Linked DNA regions of Rattus norvegicus: region 1 is linked to region 2. The links are chromatin contacts, called in public Hi-C maps. All regions are on one chromosome and are shown on one strand. The core of a region is the stretch at or near the end of the contact, and the rest is flanking DNA. Distances in the headings are between cores, read along the strand shown.

Evidence for each region. Hi-C and Micro-C count contacts between places; a contact is called where the count stands out from the background.
Region 1: a Hi-C map of liver shows a contact between it and region 2, with 2.2 times the contacts expected there. The contact joins the promoter of Tmem185b here to the enhancer-like site in region 2. A contact is called at or near these places in 4 of 12 Hi-C or Micro-C datasets (the A7r5 cell line, kidney, liver and 1 more).

What each region holds. Positions count from the first base shown.
Region 1 is chr13:33,198,415-33,202,419 of GRCr8, forward strand. Tmem185b (transmembrane protein 185B) reads left to right here and starts at 1,915. Exons shown (of 1, transcript NM_001191668.3): 1 at 1,915-4,005. The coding sequence starts at 2,258. The coding sequence ends at 3,310.
Region 2 is chr13:33,143,613-33,147,677 of GRCr8, forward strand. It overlaps Ralb (RAS like proto-oncogene B), which reads right to left. Exons shown (of 5, transcript NM_053821.2): 4 at 2,746-2,923. Among named protein-coding and RNA genes, the nearest start is that of Ralb, 31 kb to the right of the region's middle. Within about 2 kb of position 1,904, at least 9 of the 93 cell types and tissues checked have an H3K27ac peak or open chromatin away from gene starts, as enhancers often do. A contact at or near this core is called in liver, where this site is marked.

The sequences.
Region 1 (4,005 bases), core at 665-3,164, 55 kb after region 2:
GTCAGGCTCCATCTGTCTCCCAAAGCCGTGCCCCCTCAGAAAAGGGAGGCATTGGTGGCAGGGAGCACTACTCTGTGCACACTCCAGGACCAGAGCAGTCTTAATCTTCAGTTTGTATGCTAGCCTCAGGGTAGCTGTGCTCAGAGGAACAGTGGATAGAGTACTTGCCTATTTGCCCTGTAGTTTGAGGACCAGCGTTTGGTACAGAGCCCATAGAAAGCTGGACAGGGGTAATAAATAGCTCTCTACTATCCAGTCCTTCAGAAGCAGACAACGGATCCCTTGGGCAAACTGGTTGGCACCTGATGTGAATTTCAAGCCTCTATGTGCACCTACACACACGCACACACACACACACACACACACACACACACACACACAAACGTTCAAACAAATGCACACCACACACATAGAAGGACCTGTTTTTTTCTTTTTTTTTTTTTTTCTTTTTTTTCGGAGCTGGGGACCGAACCCAGGGCCTTGCGCTTGCTAGGCAAGCGCTCTACCACTGAGCTAAATCCCCAACCCAGGACCTGTTTTCTATGGCAGCATTCTTTTTGAAAGGTAGAAGCACCAAAAAAAAAAAGCCAAGAAACAAAACAGACCACGGTATCCCCAGTACAGGCCATCACTCAAATGGACTCTGTAGAAACGGGTCCCCGGGCACTGGTTCACCTGTTGCAGCCTCTGGGCTTGGGGAGATCTCGGCCATCTGGACTGGTCTCTTCCAGCAACCCTATGCAACTCCTTGGTGCCCACCACGCACAAGGAAAACCTGGGGTGGAGCGGCGGTCCCCACTTATCCCTGGGAGGCTGAGAGCAGAGGCAGTAGCGGTTCACGAAGGTACATTGGGAGCCCTACTCTCCTAACTGCAGAGATTGGCAGTCATCTGTTCCCACCCCCTTGTTTTCCTCTAATGACCTAAGACTTTCATGGCAGCGCACTATCCCATTTCAGGAAACCCGAAGGAGAGGCCCGGGGCTTAAAAGCAAGGACTAGCAACCAGGGCTCTGCTGAGCAAGGGTCAGAGAAGGGAGGAAAGAATCCTCTAGTTCTGCCCAGCGGTCAGGAAAAAATAGTACTCTAAACCACAGACCCACTGCAGCTTAGCAGAGAGGGGGTAGGGGTGGGATGGATTTGCTTCCTTTCTCAGCCGGTGGGTGGCAGGCGTGCAACCAAAATTTCTTGACCCTTGCACCTTCTCCTAACACAGTTCTAAAAGGATTAGACTCAGGACCAGATAAATGAAAATGAGACTCAAGGTTGGGATCCCTAAATCCAGGTCCTAATTCTGCCGTTCACCAGGACTTCTCCGGGTCCAGTTTCTTCACCTGTTCCCTCAAGACCTGTTCCCTCAAGGAGTTGTTTCTGTCCTGGTGGGTCACCCTCCCGGGTACCCCTCCACTTCTCGGGTGACACAGGTAGAAGCGCCTTGGTAAGCACCTAGGCGCTCCGCACTACCTTTTAGGGGCAGCCTGAGAATCGCTAGCCGCTCTGGAGTTTTGCCCTGGGCACAGCCCTAATCCGTTGACTGCCTGCACCCCTGACCTTCGCGCCGAACCCAAGGTCAAAGCCACTGATCCTCGCGCGCCAGTCCATCGGTGCTGGGCAGTCACAGTTACCGGCGCGCTCTCAGACTCACTTGCCCTCCAGCCACCCGCCTTTGCCGGTGCACACCCAGGCTCCCGCACCAGGCAAGTCGCTGCTTTTGTTCTCCCCACTCCCAAAGACCTCAAACCCCGCGCCCGCTCCCCGCCCTTGCCGTGACAGGCTCTTCCTGCCCCTTCGCCTAGCTCCGCTCCCTCCGCTCCCCTCCGCTCTCCGACCCCGCCCCGCCCTGGGCCCCGCCCCCGAGCCTGCCGGGAGGATGTGAGCTCATTCCCTCCTCCATGTTCCGGCCTCCTCCAGGAAGCGTCCTCCGGAGGTCTCGGCTAGCTCACAGCCGGCGACCCGCGGGTCGCCGAGTCCGCAGCGCGCCACGTCCCACCCGATACCGCACGCATCGCGGCGTCGGCTTTGAGGGTGCAGAATGAAGGCAGGCGGCGTGGGCACCAACCCTAGCCTGAGCTACGGGGCCGAGGCAGTGTCCCCGGCGTAGGCACCGTACCGTTCCCGGCCAGCGCACGCCGTGTCCTCCGCTCGCTTCCGGCCGGACCACGTGATTGCGCGCACGTGTTCCGGCCCCTCCGAGCTGTGATCTGGAGTCTCCTCCACACAGCGGGCGGATGCCCATCTAGAGGCAGAGCAGCCTTCGCCATGAACCCCAGGGGCCTGTTCCAGGACTTCAACCCCAGTAAGTTCCTCATTTATGCCTGCTTGCTGCTCTTCTCCGTGCTGCTGCCCCTGCGTCTGGACGGCATCATCCAGTGGAGCTACTGGGCGGTCTTCGCCCCCATCTGGCTGTGGAAGCTCCTGGTCATCGTGGGCGCCTCGGTGGGTGCGGGCGTGTGGGCCCGCAACCCTCGCTACCGTACGGAGGGGGAAGCCTGTGTGGAATTCAAAGCCATGCTGATCGCTGTGGGCATCCACCTGCTGCTGCTCATGTTTGAGATTCTAGTCTGCGACCGGGTGGAGAGGGGAACCCACTTTTGGCTGCTGGTCTTCATGCCACTCTTCTTCGTTTCCCCGGTGTCCGTGGCCGCCTGCGTCTGGGGCTTCCGACATGACAGGTCTTTGGAACTGGAAATCCTGTGCTCCGTCAACATCCTGCAGTTTATCTTCATCGCTCTGAGGTTGGACAGGATTATCCACTGGCCGTGGCTGGTGGTATTCGTGCCTCTGTGGATCCTCATGTCATTCCTCTGCCTGGTGGTTCTCTATTACATCGTGTGGTCCCTCCTGTTCCTGCGGTCCCTGGATGTGGTTGCAGAGCAGCGAAGAACACATGTGACCATGGCCATCAGCTGGATCACGATTGTCGTGCCCCTGCTCACCTTTGAGGTCCTGCTAGTTCACAGACTGGATGGCCACAATACGTTCTCTTACATTTCCATATTCACCCCTCTTTGGCTGTCATTACTGACTTTGATGGCCACGACGTTCAGGCGGAAAGGGGGCAATCATTGGTGGTTCGGTATTCGCAGGGATTTCTGTCAGTTTCTACTTGAGGTTTTCCCGTTTTTAAGAGAATATGGGAATATCTCTTACGATCTCCATCACGAAGACAGCGAAGATGCTGAAGACGCGTCGGCGTTAGAAGCTCCGAAAATTGCCCCAATGTTTGGAAAGAAGGCCCGGGTAGTTATAACACAGAGCCCTGGGAAATACGTCCCTCCACCTCCCAAGTTAAACATTGATATGCCAGACTAAACTCACAGGCTGGGCCTTAAAGTGAAATAGGAACCGTATACCCATGAATGCCACTTTGCTTTTTTCCCCCTGTGTTCATCCAGCCCTGGAATTGGAAACAGGCCCTCCTCATTTTACACCCACTGTAAGACAGAAGGAAACCTCTTGCAGTGGTCATTGTGTAGGCAGAAGCTGCAGCCTGTAGAATTGGGGGGGGGGGTGTACATAACGTGCAAGAGAGCTTGCTTTCCAGGTCCTCGTCGAGCTAGCCAAAGGCGGTAAATAGAATTGTTTCTAGGCCTTCCAAAGACCTGAAAACTACATAGCTGTTTGTTTTAAAAGTGCTACCTATGCCTACCAAAAGTATTGTTTAAAAAGTATTTTTATATACTGCTAGTCTAAAATTGTATATCAGATTGTGCCCATTGTGACGTAATGGTAAATGTACCAAATTCTCCCCCACCCCTGTTCCATAAACCTCATACAGTTGGTTTTTCTAGCACTCCTACTGTTCAAATCGTCGTTTCCCTTGGGCTTTGCTGACACAGGTCTCTAGTGTTCTAATAGATGAATTTTCTAATGGAGTGACTCTGCATATATTAGTACCTATGTGAATGTTTTAGCAGTGTTATCTGTGTTGAATTGTAGTTCTTGGCAGTAATGTGTTGTGTTAAAGTATTTTTTTTTAAGTTTCTGTGTGAAGATACGTATTTATT
Region 2 (4,065 bases), core at 654-3,153:
TCAGGTGGCAGAGCCAGGCACGAGACCCTGGGTGGGATCCCCGGACCGCACAAACCAGGCATGGCGGTGCACGCCTGAATCCTAGAGCACAGGAGGCAGACACAGGAGGATCAGGAGTTTAAAATCCTCCTCGCTGCACATTGAGCTAGAGGTTAGCCTAGAGTAGAAGAGACCCTGACACTTTAACAAAGAAAAAGAGAGAGAGAGAGACAGAGACAGAGAGACAGAGAGAGAAAAACAAAGAGAGAGGCAGAGAGAAAAACAGAGAGAGAGAGAGAGAGAGAGAGAGAGAGAGAGAGAGAGAGAGAGAAGAGAAGAGAAGAGAAGAGAAGAGAAGAGAAGAGAAGAGGGAGACAAGTGTGTGGTGTCACAGGTCTAGAAAGGGTCAAAGTTCAGGGTCAGCTTGACATACAACAAATTTGAAACTAGCCTGGGGTACATAAATTACTGTCTCAGAAATGAAACAAAACAAGACTGCTTCCCTGGTATGACACCCACATGAGCTGACCACGGAGCCCAGGCACCAGGAAGGGAGCTCTGAGTATTTCAGGTTGACTCTACACAGGTTCTGCTAGCCCAGCCATGGGTCCCAACCACAGACTTTGGTTTCTTCCTGTGGTAAGAGGCAGGGAGGCCTGTGGACCATTCCACTGACCGGCTGCCTACACTGCTCCTGGCCTGAGCATCCGCAGCCTTTCTGCAGGGAAGTGTTCACTGAAGAAAACTTACTGCCTGTTACGAGTTCCTGCTGGGTCTGGCCTGCAGGTCAAAGGTTGTCCAGGGAGAGGAGGGAGAGATGATGACGTGTCCCCAACACACAGAGTGAGATCCCAGAGAACTGATTCTAACCCCCTCCAAAACAACACCAGCATTTTCATGCTGGGAAAGTCTGTTCTGTTTTGTTGTTTTTGTTGTTGTTTAGACAAGGTCTCCTTACACAGGCCACACTGGCCTTGAACTCATAGAGATCTGCCTGCCTCTGCCTTCTGAGTAGAGGGATCAAAGGCCTATGCTACCATGACCAGACGGCCTTCTTGGTTTTAAAACATAAAGCCTTAGGCCAGGCGTGGGAGGCAGAGGACAGCCAGCAATACATCTTGTCTCAAATATGCACCACCTTCTGCTCTGGAGAAGATTAAGGCTATACCTGGATGCCCACTGTATTCCCCTCAGCTAGGAAACTGACAGGAAGAAAAAAAACAGAAGCCTGAGCATCACCAGAAGCAATGTGAAAGTTCGGATAACAACGTAAAGAAAACGTAGATGCTGGGATGTGGCTGCTGGGAGAGTGCTTGTCAAGTGTACGTGGAAACCTGGGTTCCACCCTGACACCCATAAATCAGGTGTAAAAGTCCATACCTGTCTTTCTAGCACGTCTTCCATGAGAGCTCCAGGTCAGTATAGAGCATAGAGACCCTGTCTAAAAATAGATGATAGATAGATAGATGATAGATAGATAGATAGATAGATAGATAGATAGATAGATAGATAGATAGATAGATAGATGGCAGGCAGGCAGAGCCAGGGAAATGGTGTAGTGGATAAGAAACCTGCTTAGAAACCTGGCAATTTGAATTCAATTCCCTGGGACCCACATGACAACCAAACCCCAGCTGATGATGGAATACAGTTCACTGTGCCCTGGGCTACAGGGAGCACTGACCCTGCTTAAAGCCAGGCCCTCCTAGTATTCCTTTGAGAGCACTCAGGCTCCCTCCAGAACCAGCTCTCCCTGGTGGGTACAAAGATGGGGAATGACATCCCACAGAACTAGCCTGGGTTACAGTGCGAATTGAGAAAAAAACAGGACGTAGAGAGATCTGTGGCTGAGCATAACCGAGACAGCCTTTCTGCCTGCCCTGACTCTGCACTGATTTCGCAAGCCCAGGATGTGAAGTAAGAGCCCACACCATAGCGTGTGAAAACGGAGTGAAGTTCAGCTGTGGGGCACTTCCTTCAACTGTGTGCTAACACTGAACTCTGACGTAAAAGAAAAACCACGGGGTGGTCATGTATTCGTGTAGAGCCCTGGGTTCCATGCATGACTTGTCATTCCAGCCCTGGAAGGGAGAGGGCTGGAGGCTAGAAGGTCAGAAGTTCAAGGTTCTCCTCAGCTACAGTACGGAACTCTAGGCTAGCCTGTGTGAGACCCTCAACAAGACAAAAAAGATGGAAAAAGAAAAAGAAAAACAGAAAGTGGCATGCCAGCTGTGATGGCACAAGCCTGTAATGGCAGCACTTGGGAGACGGAGGCAGGGGGACCGAAGTCCAAAGTCAGCACTGCTTCATAACCAAGCTTGAGGTCCGACTGGGGGTGTTCTGAGACCCTGTCCAAAAGGAAAAAGGGGAGGAGGAGAAAGAGAAGGAGGAAGAGAAGAATGAGGAGGAGGAAAGGCTGAGGAGGAAGAGGAAGGGCGGTGGCAGCCGTGGCAGCAGCTGCAGTGGCTGAGTGGACAGGAGAGAGTGCCGATTTCGCAGAACCTAACTTCAGTTCCCAGTACCGGCATCACACAGTTGACAACTACCTGCAACTTCAATTCCAGGGGATTCTTCTTGCTTCCGTGAGCACCTATATTCACATGTGCATTCCCCTACACACACACACACACACACACACACACACACACACACACACACACACAGACACACAGTTAAAATAAAATTGAAAGTCGGGGGGCAAGGGAGACAGCTGAGTCTTGAGACAGCACAAGCCAGGCTCCGAGAAGCCTCCAGAACTCACGCTACCTTGTCCACGTTGGCTCGGGTCTTTGCGGATGTCTCCACATACTGCACACCCCACTCTTCCGCTTTGCCTCGGGCCTCCTCCACGGGCACCTGCCTCCGCTCCTCCAGGTCAGACTTGTTGCCCACGACCAGCAGAGGGATTTTGTCCTCCTCGGCCTTGACTCGGAGGATCTGTTCCCTAAGGATGGTGTGTCAAGAACAGCGTGGTTCAGAAAGAGTCAGCGTGAGAGGCACTTGGAGGGCTCTCCCGCCTCCACGAAGCCTGACGACTTGAGTCTGATCTACACTGTGAGCAGCGAAAACCGGCTCCCACAGGTTGTCCTCCATCCTCCTCGAGTACTATGGTATGTGCGCTAGTGCGCACAGAGCTGCACAAGTAAACAACGTTGCTCCGTTTTGTTTTATTTTGAAGCTGGCATATGAAGTCGGCTTTACAGGTAGCTGCCAGTGTGCCTCGGTGCTCACAGGGCATCCAAAAAGCCTAGCTAAAGAACAAGAGAAATCATTCCTTCAGGGAGATTTCAAAACACTGCCGGGGGCTTCTCCAGGCTGGCCCTCGACTTTCCTCCACCACCATCATCTGGTCTCTCTCCAGCTGCAGATTTCTCTGCCCTACACTCCTACAAAAGAGATGGCGACACACGAAGTCGGGAGTCTGCATCTCAACAGGGGCCCCCACTTTATGGGGGAAAAGAAAAAAAGGTGTGGAGGGAAGTTCGGGAAGGAACCCTCTGAATCTCGGGGACGTGGCCCAGTTGGCAGGTTGCTTCCACTGCAGTCACAGACCCTTCTCAGCACGCTACGGACAGGCACGGGGCTACAAGCCTGCAAACCCAGCACTGTGTGGACACAGAAAGACCAAGTTCATGGCCATCTTAGCTACACGGTAAGTTTAAGGCTAACCTGGGCTACATGATACCCTACTTAAAAACAACAACAACAACCGAAAGAAAATTAAAAAAAAAAAAAACTATTAAACCTAAAACAACAGCTCACAAAAATGCTCAATACTGCCACTACAGGCACAAGGGAGAAAAGAACGCAGGGCGGACATGCATCCTGTTTATCTTCCGATGGCATCAAAGTCAGATTATGAAGAGGAAACACAAGCCGTGATTGAGCACAAGTGCTATCCACACAGAAACTCCTGAGCGGCCAAAAAAATCCACAGGGGCAACAGCTCACGCTGAGTCCTCTGCTGCCTGTCTCCTACACACACACACACACACACACACACACACACACACACACACACACACACACACACACCACAGCTGCAGAAAGAAAGCCAGGACCTTCAGCTCTTTGGAGAGCAGAAGT